Regions from separate parts of the Mus musculus genome. Here region 2 is linked to region 1. The links are chromatin contacts, called in public Micro-C maps. All regions are on one chromosome and are shown on one strand. The core of a region is the stretch at or near the end of the contact, and the rest is flanking DNA. Distances in the headings are between cores, read along the strand shown. Region 1 overlaps Cltc (clathrin, heavy polypeptide (Hc)). Region 2 overlaps Gm33742 (a long non-coding RNA gene).

Evidence for each region. A called contact is a pair of places that touch in the nucleus more often than the background predicts.
Region 2: a contact with region 1 is called in a Micro-C map of B cells, with 5 times the contacts expected there. The contact joins two enhancer-like sites. A contact is called at or near these places in 3 of 15 datasets of contacts at CTCF or cohesin (CD8 T cells, large pre-B cells and pro-B cells), 8 of 484 Hi-C or Micro-C datasets (B cells, the G1E-ER4 cell line, Th2 cells and 4 more) and 5 of 115 datasets of contacts at active chromatin or transcription factors (CD8 T cells, bone marrow-derived macrophages, effector CD8 T cells and 2 more).

What each region holds. Positions count from the first base shown.
Region 1 is chr11:86,733,102-86,738,097 of GRCm38.p6, forward strand. It overlaps Cltc (clathrin, heavy polypeptide (Hc)), which reads right to left. Exons shown (of 32, transcript NM_001003908.2): 2 at 3,970-4,177; 3 at 475-743. Among named protein-coding and RNA genes, the nearest start is that of Cltc, 22 kb to the right of the region's middle. Within about 2 kb of position 2,145, at least 18 of the 459 cell types and tissues checked have an H3K27ac peak or open chromatin away from gene starts, as enhancers often do. A contact at or near this core is called in B cells and bone marrow-derived macrophages, where this site is marked.
Region 2 is chr11:86,834,047-86,839,155 of GRCm38.p6, forward strand. It overlaps Gm33742 (a long non-coding RNA gene), which reads right to left. Exons shown (of 5, transcript XR_001780285.2): 4 at 4,978-5,053. Among named protein-coding and RNA genes, the nearest start is that of Gm51288, 16 kb to the right of the region's middle. Within about 2 kb of position 2,560, at least 62 of the 459 cell types and tissues checked have an H3K27ac peak or open chromatin away from gene starts, as enhancers often do. A contact at or near this core is called in B cells and bone marrow-derived macrophages, where this site is marked.

The DNA.
Region 1 (4,996 bases), core at 895-3,394:
CTTACTACAACAATACAGATTCACTCTGAAGCACACTGAGACTCCAAAAACATTCTAATCACTCAATCTTTCCTTAATCTGTGAAAATTAAAAACTGATAAGAGGGGGGCTGGTGAGATGGCTCAGTGGGTTAGAGCACCTGACTGCTCTTCTGAAAGTCCAGAGTTCAAACCCCAGCAATCACATGGTGGCTCACAACCATCCGTAATGAGATCTGATGCCTTCTTCTGGAGTGTCTGAAGACAGCTACAGTGTACTTACATATAATAAATAAATCTTTTAAAAAAACACAAAAACTGGTAAGAGTACTCAAGTTTCACGTCAGGTTAAAGGTATAAGCCAACAATCACTAAAAACGAAAACCTTTCAAAATAAATCAAATTCAGTAACATTGGGTTTAAAGACCTAACTGAAGTGATATTGAACAAAACAGGGCTTTAGGCCACTTCTTCATCACAAACTAACGAGAATTACCTGTGCAGATATGCCAGTGAGAAGCAACCATTTCTGCTTTGCATCTGTACGGTAATTGATGATCTGGCATCCTGCGAGGCTAGAATGACGATCAAACATTTTCACTGGCTGAGACTCTCCTTCCATACTCCAGTGATAAACTGCATTATCCGTAACAAGAGCAACCGTATTCAAAGAGATCCATTTCCAGAAGGTGACATCATCAGTCATGGTATGGGCCTTCATTTTACTTTTCATTTCAATGTTAAATATCTGAAGAGTTTTGCCAGCTGAATAAAGAATTAAAGAATAATGAAAAAGAAGCAAAGTTTAAAATTAATACCTAGCTAACTATCCCTACGTTCCAAGTAATGTGGTTTTATCCTGGGACTAATAACTATATGAGTCACATTGCTAGAACTACAGCTGAGACCAAGCAAACCAATGTACACCTGCACCCTTAGGCAAAACTCTTTATTACCTCTAATGAACACAACGGCAATACTATAAACATGTGACTTCTACAGGATTCTACATCCAAAGTGAAAATAAGACTAAGGAAAAGCTTTCTTACTGATAAAAAACAGAGCTGTAACTTTCATTGCATACTTAGCTCACACATAAACTAAAGTAGCTGTATATACAAAAGACAAAGCCAATCTAATAGAAACACAAGGAGGAAATGTCCACTTTTTAAAATGCAGTCATCTCTCACCCAACTCGATTTTGTGGAAACTGCGTTTTGAAAAGAAGTTGTATGTCAACTTTGCTGGTCACCATAGTGCATGCTACATTTAACTGGTCTAAGATACAAAGGGAAAACAGAAGTGCTGGAGAAAGAAGAGGAAGACAGGGGGAGGGTGGTTTCCAATGCTGTTAATATACTGGAGTGAGAACAAAGTCCAAGCTTCATCCAGTTAAGACAGTAAGCGTTTAGTAAAAGTAGGGGAAATTCGCATTTAATGTTAAAAGTCCAGAGTCAGATGCAAGGGCTTATACTTGTCGTTTGAAATTTGTCACAGTCGGAAAGGTGATTTCACTGAAATCAACAGCAGTCAAAGCCCAGAGCCATGCCTAGGCTCTGAAGGATAATCCTCAGAAACTGAGGGTAACTCTGTTCCTGAGCCACGGAGAATCTGGCTCCTAAAGGACAAAAGCTGTCAGAGTGGGAGGGTGACAAGGGAGGTGGGAAACAGACAAAGCCTAAGAGCTTTGTACGGCAACCCATCGTACTAAACAACAAAGCCTTCTTCTATAAGACAGTGTATGACTCCCATCCCACACGGCTTATAAACCACAACCAGACTGGAGAAATTGTGAAAGTTATAGTCCTGTTTATAAAAAGAAGGCATGAAGTTTAAACTGGCTTCAGAGGGAAGCAGAATATTTAAAGAATTTGCTTTTCTTTACTGTATCCATCAACCTCTAAATAACTAGACTTTTATTCTGTTTTACATGAAGGGGGCTAGACTATGTGTAAGCGTCTGGGGAAGGAACAAGGGATAATAGCTATGAAGTAGACAGATAGACACAAAGTATAACACACTATTTTGCAAAGCTATAAATTTTTTAAATCATTCTTTTTATAGAACAGGACAATGACTAACACAATCTAATTTAAGGTAACTCACCATCTGCACACATAAGAAAGCATTAAGAAATGTGATAAGATAACAGTAACATTAAAAATAGAAAAGAACTTGGCAAAATTCAACTGATGGCCTTTAAAAAGAGAAGTGTGATGTATGCAAAGCACTCGAATTCAAATTATTTAAGGAGGTCGACAGACATTTTAATACTTTAAAACGTAATATACTTTTAGGTAAAAGCAAAATGTATACTATCCCAAAATATCTGGTCATAGGTAAAAGGTGAAATATCCTTTCTGAAGATGAGATCAATTCTGCCTGACATAAATTCTGATGTTATGTTGACTAGGTTATTCTTAGCTCCCAACCTGCCAGTAAGATACTCCAAAATGTTCCAAAACCTGTACCACGAAACTAGAAAGTTCAGGCTTCTAATCTTTGACTTTCAGGTTAGTTAGTGATGCTCACGAACAAAATCTATGCAGAGATTCCAAATCTAAGTCTGTGAACTGTGCAGCAGGGAAGGAAAGGCATTTGCTGACAAGCCAGCCCCACATGATGGGAGGTGAACGGACTTCCCTGAGTTTCCTTCACATGTATGTCCCCCCACATAGATAGACAAAATAACAAACAGAATGTTCTAAAAAGAATTCTAAAAATCTCCTCAAAGCAAAAAAAACTCTCAATACTTCTAGACCCAAACTATTCAATTAAGAATTATTCAAGATGTATTTTTAAAGATTAAATGGGCTGAGCATGGTGGTGTATGTCTCTGATCCCAGCACTAGGGAGGCAGAGGCAGGTGATCTTTGTGAATTTGAAGCTAACCTGCTCTAATAGCAAGATCAGGACAGCGGGGGCAACAAAACGAGTGACCCTGTGTCACCAAAACAAAACTATACACCAAAATCAGGCCCCCAGTTTGAATGACGTGAAGAAAAGACAGGTTGAAAAGCTCAGTGCCTCTAATTCATCCACACTTTATAAATTACCAGGAAACTGAATTCTCTTTCTTATTATCAAGAAAAACAAAGGCTGAGATATAGCCCAGTACCAACCCTCTGCCCACTTGCCTAGCATGTGTGCAGCATTGGATCCAATCCCTAATTAAAGCACAAAGGAAAAGGAGGCAGTTTTAAATGCTACTTCAAAGGTCTAGCAGTTTGCACCTAGACTTCTTAGTCTTAGTAACTTCTAGTTTTCTATTGTACCTTCATTCTAAAGTTCAAAGGAAAAGAAGATAGGTTCTCAGATAAAATGAGATTGTTTAACTCTATTTAGATTGATCCGCAGCATTGCTCCCTGTGGAAACTAGTTAGTTTGGCTGGGCCTGGCTGCCCACCCCTACGATCTCAGCTACTCAAATTCTCTTAGGTAAGAGAATTCTAGTTCAAAGCCAGCCTGGGCAACAAAGTAAGACTCAACTAAAATGATGATGATGGTGATGAATTTTAAAAACCGTGTGCAGTTATTCTCCCCAACTCTCTCTAACAAGTTTAAATTCAAGCCACTTTTAGCACTTGATGATCTAAGTGAAAAGAAGCCTAAACTATAAAAAAGGCATAGAATGGAGAAGCTGATTGTTACAGTAACCACTGAAATGTTTAGGTCCTAATATTGTTATGACTTATTACAGAATACTACTTTCATTCCCCTATACAGAAATGCTTTTAGCCTTTTATCATGTCAGATATAAAATGTATATATCGTAAAACTTACAATTATTTCAAGTATATCTATTCTACAACATTTCAGAGAAACATTCAAGGTTAAAATTACAAACACTAACTCAAGTTCAGAATTAATTTCAACTTTGCAGATCTAATTAAATTTATTCAACATATAACAGAAAAAGTACAAGTCAGTAATTTTATTTGCATACAACACACATAAGAATTTCAAGAAAAACATTCACAATCCTTTATACCTTTCAGTGCAATCACTTTGCTGGCAGGATTCATGATGGCACTGTCTGCTGAGATTGGTCTTCGAATTGGATTACTTGGATCATTCATATCAATGATTACCACCTGGGCCTGCTCTCCCACTTTTTCTCTAATGCAGATGAATTTGTCTGACTCCATAGTCAAGGTACTGAAGCCAATGTTTGCTGGGTTGATACCCAGGTTCTGGAGCTAGAAAAAAAAATATAGACCATGTTACCAAACCTGGAAGTAAAATTTGACATTCATATATTATCATTATAAATCCTAATTTAACTATCCATGCCAAACCAATAGTGACAATAATGAAAAAGTAAATAGATCTTCTTAAAAAACGTGACATTCCGCTGCTGTAGTGTAACTTACAACTACAGAGGTCAGAGGTGAAGGTAAGAACACAGCAACTTCTGAGGGCTGGCATTTATGAGTCACGGGATTTATAATCACTGTTTCTTGCTGAGTTTTTAGATCTTTGAACCGTTGAACTTACTCTCTCTTACCCTCACTAACACTTAACACAATTATTTATCCACTTCATTAGGCCTCAGGGATCTGTAGTTTAAGCTAAAGTAATATTTTAAAAAGGAGTAAAAGATTTAAAAGGTCAGAATTCTTGGAGGAACAGACTACTACCCTGAGCAGACAAAGTTCCACACCTGTGCAGAGTCAGAACCAGCCCTATGGGCGGGGCTCTATCAGACGCCTCCGAAGCTGGGCGGAGCCAGTCTAGAGAACTCTCTCCAGAAACATGTGCTACTGCACAGGGGTACAACTGTCTTAAGGGAGCTAGAGATACTTCAAAATACACTAGAGAGTATAGACTAGGAAAGGCTTGAACAGGCAGGGAATAAAGATTATACAGAGACACAAGAAAGAACTGCTTGTTTGACAAGCTAAATTTACCTCTTTTTTTTTTTTTTTTTTTCTTCCTTTTCATTTTTCGAGACAAGGTTTCTCTGTAGCCCTGGCTGTCCTGGAACTCACTCTGTAGACCAGGCTGGCCTCAAACTC
Region 2 (5,109 bases), core at 1,310-3,809, 100 kb after region 1:
CAAGGACAGTGCCAGTTGAGGTGAAGTGCCCACATTACAAAGGGGAGGGGTCTGTTTTCAGGGCTGTTTCCTCTGTCAGGGGTCTGGATGAAACCACTGACCAGGCTGCGGAGCTCCAACAACCCTAGGTGCTGTTCTGTGGCCTCTCTCAGGGGCAGTGGAAGGAGATACGCTCAAGTGATTTCTGCCAAGCTAAGCAGATGGCGCTGTGCTCTGCCGTGGCTGCCAGAAGCTAGAACCCACTACGGGCTTAGGGCTCTATACAACACTTTACACTCTGCTCTTAGGCTCACGCTCACGAGGGTGGGGTGGCAGGGGTGAATAGAATAGTAAGAAAGTGTACAGGTGTACAGAAGCCAGGTGGTGGTGGTGCATGCCTTTAATCCCAGCACTTGGAAGGTAGAGGCAGGCAGATTTCTGAGTTTGAGGCCAGCCTGGTCTACAAAGTGAGTTCCAGGACAACCAGGGCTACACAGAGAAACCCTATCTCGGAAAAAAAAAAAAAAAAGTGTGCAGGAGCAAAGAGAAGGGCATTTGGAGAGTAAATGAGGGGGAACCAATGGAGGAAGGGGGAAGGAAGGAAAAAGGAGAGGCACGGTAGGTAATTTTAAAGTGCAACTGGAGGAAAAGGTTAAAGAGGATGTTTAAAGGTGACGCACACACAGTTTTTGGAGGTATGTTTTCACATACCCTAGGCTAGCATCGTAACCAGTCAAGCATGAGGATGGCCTTGACCCTTCTGACCCCCCTGACTTTATCCCCCAAAGTGCTGGGCATGTAGTCATGCCTTGCTTGTTACAACCTTTCTGCTATGCTAGGGATGGAGCCCAGGGCTTCATGCATGCTAGGCAAGCATTTTACTAATTGACCCCCAGCCCCAGCCCTTGGGTTTTCTTTCTAAGGGAAGGGTGAAGAAAAGGTTATATTCTCAAGCATTGTTGTTTATAAGATGTGACTCTTTGCATTATAAAAAGCAGTCTTATAAAGCTGCTGGCAGGGGTGGTGTCTAAGGCTCTGAGTCTAAGGCCAGCCTGGTTTACCGTAAAAGTTCCAGGACAGCCAGGGCTACACAGAGAAACCCTATCTTGAAAATCAAACCAACCAAACAAAAGTCGTCCATTCACGTGGTCAATGACCTAAGCTGAAACCTCAGTCATTACACAGGGATTAGTTTGCATGAGAAGGTGTTTGAGGAAGGTAGGGAGGCAGCAGAGAGAACTAGGATGGAGACAACAGCTGGCAACCTCATCCCATTAACACGATAAAAGGCTAGGTTCTTGTCCACGTAGCTAGAACCGTAAGGATGTTTTTGTGGTTGTTGAATGTCCTTTTCTGTGTCCATGCTGATTTTCCTTATTGCCTTGTTTCCCCAAGACAACCAAGTGACCTCGCCTGAGGATTGTTGTTACTCTGTGAAAACTGTTTATCTTTGGTAAGGGAACGCTCTGAGACCAGCTGTGGGCTGCCAACTACAGGGTATCAGGGCCATTTTTTTTCTCTTTTCTTTATTTGTGTGTGTCCGTGTGTGTAGGTGAGCACACATGCCTGTGAAAGCCAATGGTTGATATGTCATGTTTTTCCAGTCTCTCATGCTTTGTTATTTTGTTGTTGTTGTTTATTTGCACAGAATTCTATTACACAGAATCTCACGTAGCTCATACTGGCCTGGAACTCACAGTGTGGCTCAGAATGGCCTTGACTTTCTGATCCTGCTTGTCCTTCCTGAGAACTGGGGTGATAGAGCTACACCACCCCACCATTTTTCAAGGAATACTTGGGATAGGGCCTGCAGCTTGATGTAAACTAGGCAAGCACTCTACCAACAGCTTGAATTCCATCACCTTATTTGTTTAAAGATTTTATTTACTTTTATTGTATGTGTCTCAGTATCTATGCACCATGTGTGTGCAGTGCACCTGAAGGCCAGAATGGGGAGTCAGACCCCCTGAAACTGGAGTTAGGTATAGTTGTGAGCTGCCATTTGGGAATTAAACCTCGGTTCTCTGGAAGAGCAGCAAGAACTCTTACCCACTGAGTCATCTCTCCAGACCTGGCCACTTTGTTACAGTTACGTTTCAGGGTTGTTTGGTTGTTTTTGTTATTTTGTTTTGTTTTTGAGACAGGAATTCACTGTGTAGCCTTGGATAGCCTTGAATTCACTATGTAAGCCAGGCTGGCCTCACACTCTCAGAGATCCACCTGCCTTTGCCTCCTTAGCTGCCACTATATTCTTTGAGGCAGGGTCACTGGCCACTGAAGTTTCCAGATCTGCATGCAGGAGCGCCTGGATATTGCATTTAATGAAGACTTTACCAACAGAGCTATCTCCCCACCCCCAGGGCCATTCCCCCTCCACTTTCTCAGTCAGGTCCTAGGCTTGGAATTGTACAAAACCCAGGTGACAACGTATAACTAAATGTGGAAGAAGGAGGCTCTCCCTGTTTCTCTACAGTTGTTGAGCAACTCCTTAAGTTGCTGCTTCAGGAATGCTCTTGGCCTAATGGCAACACCCTTTCTACAATAGGGGCAGAGGTGAGAGGGAGCTACTGCCCTCCAGTGGCTCCTATGGTAACTACATCAGGGACTGCATTGCTCAGGCAGGGCCATCAGGAAAGACCAGGGTAGAACAGAGCAGAGGAAAGTAGATTTGACTAGCGAAAGAACTAGTAAGATTTCAGGCATTACTGCAAATGTGACCTAATAAACTCAGCTCTGTAAAGGACAGAAAAATTATAGATTATATGAGCTGTAGGTTTTCAATAATTACATACTTCCTTTATAGCCAGAGAAGGTATATGCAAAGTGTAAGTATTCATATTGCACTAACAGGAATCACAAAAGCTAGACACACTGGATAAGTAAGCCAGATGTGGTGTGTCACACTTGCAATCTCAGTGCTTACAAGGTGGAGGCAGGGGCATAGGGAATTCATGGATAGCCCTGGCTACATGGTGAATTTGAAGCCAACCTGAGCTACAATGAAACCCTGTCTCAAAAAGCAACCTGGGGCCAGAGGGATTGCTTGATGGTTAAGAATACTTGTCACATTGCAGAGGACCTAGATTCAGTTCCTAGCACCCACATGACACTAACAGCCATATGTAGCCCTGGTTCCAGGGGATCCAATGTCCCCTTAGGTCTCCATAGGTACTGCATCTGTGCAGTGTATAGACATACACACAGGCAAAACACTCCAGAAAATGAAATAAACTAATCTCTTGGCTGTTTAAAAAACAAGCAATCAAAAACTAGATGAGGTTACAAAAAATTAATCAATGTTATATAAAATTTAAAATTTTAAATTTAAATTGTGGGAGGATGTTAAAAAATTGAAATCTACGCCAAAGATAATAGTGCAACTGCTATGGCAAAAAAAAAATGGAAGTGCTTCAAAAATTAAGCATATGGTACAATATTGATAAAGCATTTCCACTCAAAAGTGCCTACTGACCACAATTGAGGTCAGGGACCTGACTAAATAATTATATCATTTTTGATGGTAACAACCAAAATGTAGGAACAACCCAAATGTCTACTGAGAGATGAATGGGTACAGAAAGTTTGTAAATACATACAACAGACATTATTCAGCTTATAAAAGAAGATTAAAAGGACATTGTCATTCATGGTACAACGTGAATGAGTCTCCTAGCCAGGACGAGCCAGTCACGTCATGGAGACAGAGAGTGGAACAGTCATGGCCAAAGAGAGCGAGCGAATGGTTCCTGTTTGCCAGGTACAGAAAATAGATTTGGTTTTGTTGTTTTGGTTTGGTTTTGTTCTGGAGATGGAACCTAGGTTTTTCTGCTTGGTAGCAATCACTGTGTCACCGAGTTGAACTCCCAACCAGAAATTGTGCTAGCATTCTAGAGCTAGGTGATTGTGATGGCTTTATGAGTTGTTAATGTTAAATGAATTCATCTTTTTTACAAAACCTCATTTGGACACATTGAAAACTAATCCCTGCATTCCTTTTGTTATGCAACTTTGTACATGTGCGTGTGTGTGTGTGTGTGTGTGCACGCGCGCACACACACACACACACAAATGCATTCCTTTCTTTTTTTTTAAAGATCTATTTATTTATTTTATGTATATGAGTACACTGTCGCTGTCTTCACACACACCAGAAGAAGGCATCAGATCCCATTACAGATGGTTGTGTGGTTATGTGTGGTTGCTGGGAATTGAACTCAGGACCTCTAGAAGAGCAGTCAGCGCTCTTAACTTCTGAGCCATCTCTCTAGCCCATACACAAATACTTTTCTAGATTACCAGGCTGGCTTCAAACTCACAGAAATCCTCCTGCCTCTCCCTCCTAAGTGCTGGGATTTAAAGCTACCACACTCAGACCATAACTCGGGGTTTTATTACTTTGCCTTAATCATGGACTAAATATATTTTTCTTGATAAAATTATTTTAAACTAATAAACTTGAAAGCCTTAAAGGCCATTAGACTGAGCACTTTGGATGGGGAGACATTGAGGCAGGAGGATCTCAGGATTGAGGCCAGTCTAAGATACTGTGTATATACCAAGTTCCAAACCATTCTGAGTTACAAATAGAAACTGACCGTGTGTGTGTGTGTGTGTGTGTGTGTGTGTGTGTGTGTGTATGTGTGTGTGTGTGTGTGTGTGTGTATCAGGGCTGGGGGGAGTTAGGGGATTTGACTCATGGTAAAAAAAAAAAAAAAAAAAAAAAAAAAACCTTGCCTGGATATGCAAGGTCCTGGGTTTGATCCCTAGCACCATGAAAACAAGAAACAATTCGAAAGTTTCAATCATGAAAGTGTGAGGTTATACAACAAAAGGAATGCAGGGATGAGTTTTCCATGTGTCCAGTGTTTTACAAAAAGGAAAATGCTTTTACAACACTTCAATATATTAAATTTCTGCATATAGAGCCAGACTACAAAATTAGGACTCAACCAAAATTAAAGATGAAATGGAAAATATTTGTAAAGGTTTCACACCTACCTGAAAATAGATGATTCTGAGGCCTAGAGTGACTGTTTCTGAGCTGGGCAGGGTAGGTGTGGCTGAAATCACAGCACTTGGGAGGGAAGAACAGAACAATCAGAAGTTTGAGACCAGCCTTGGCTGCCTAAG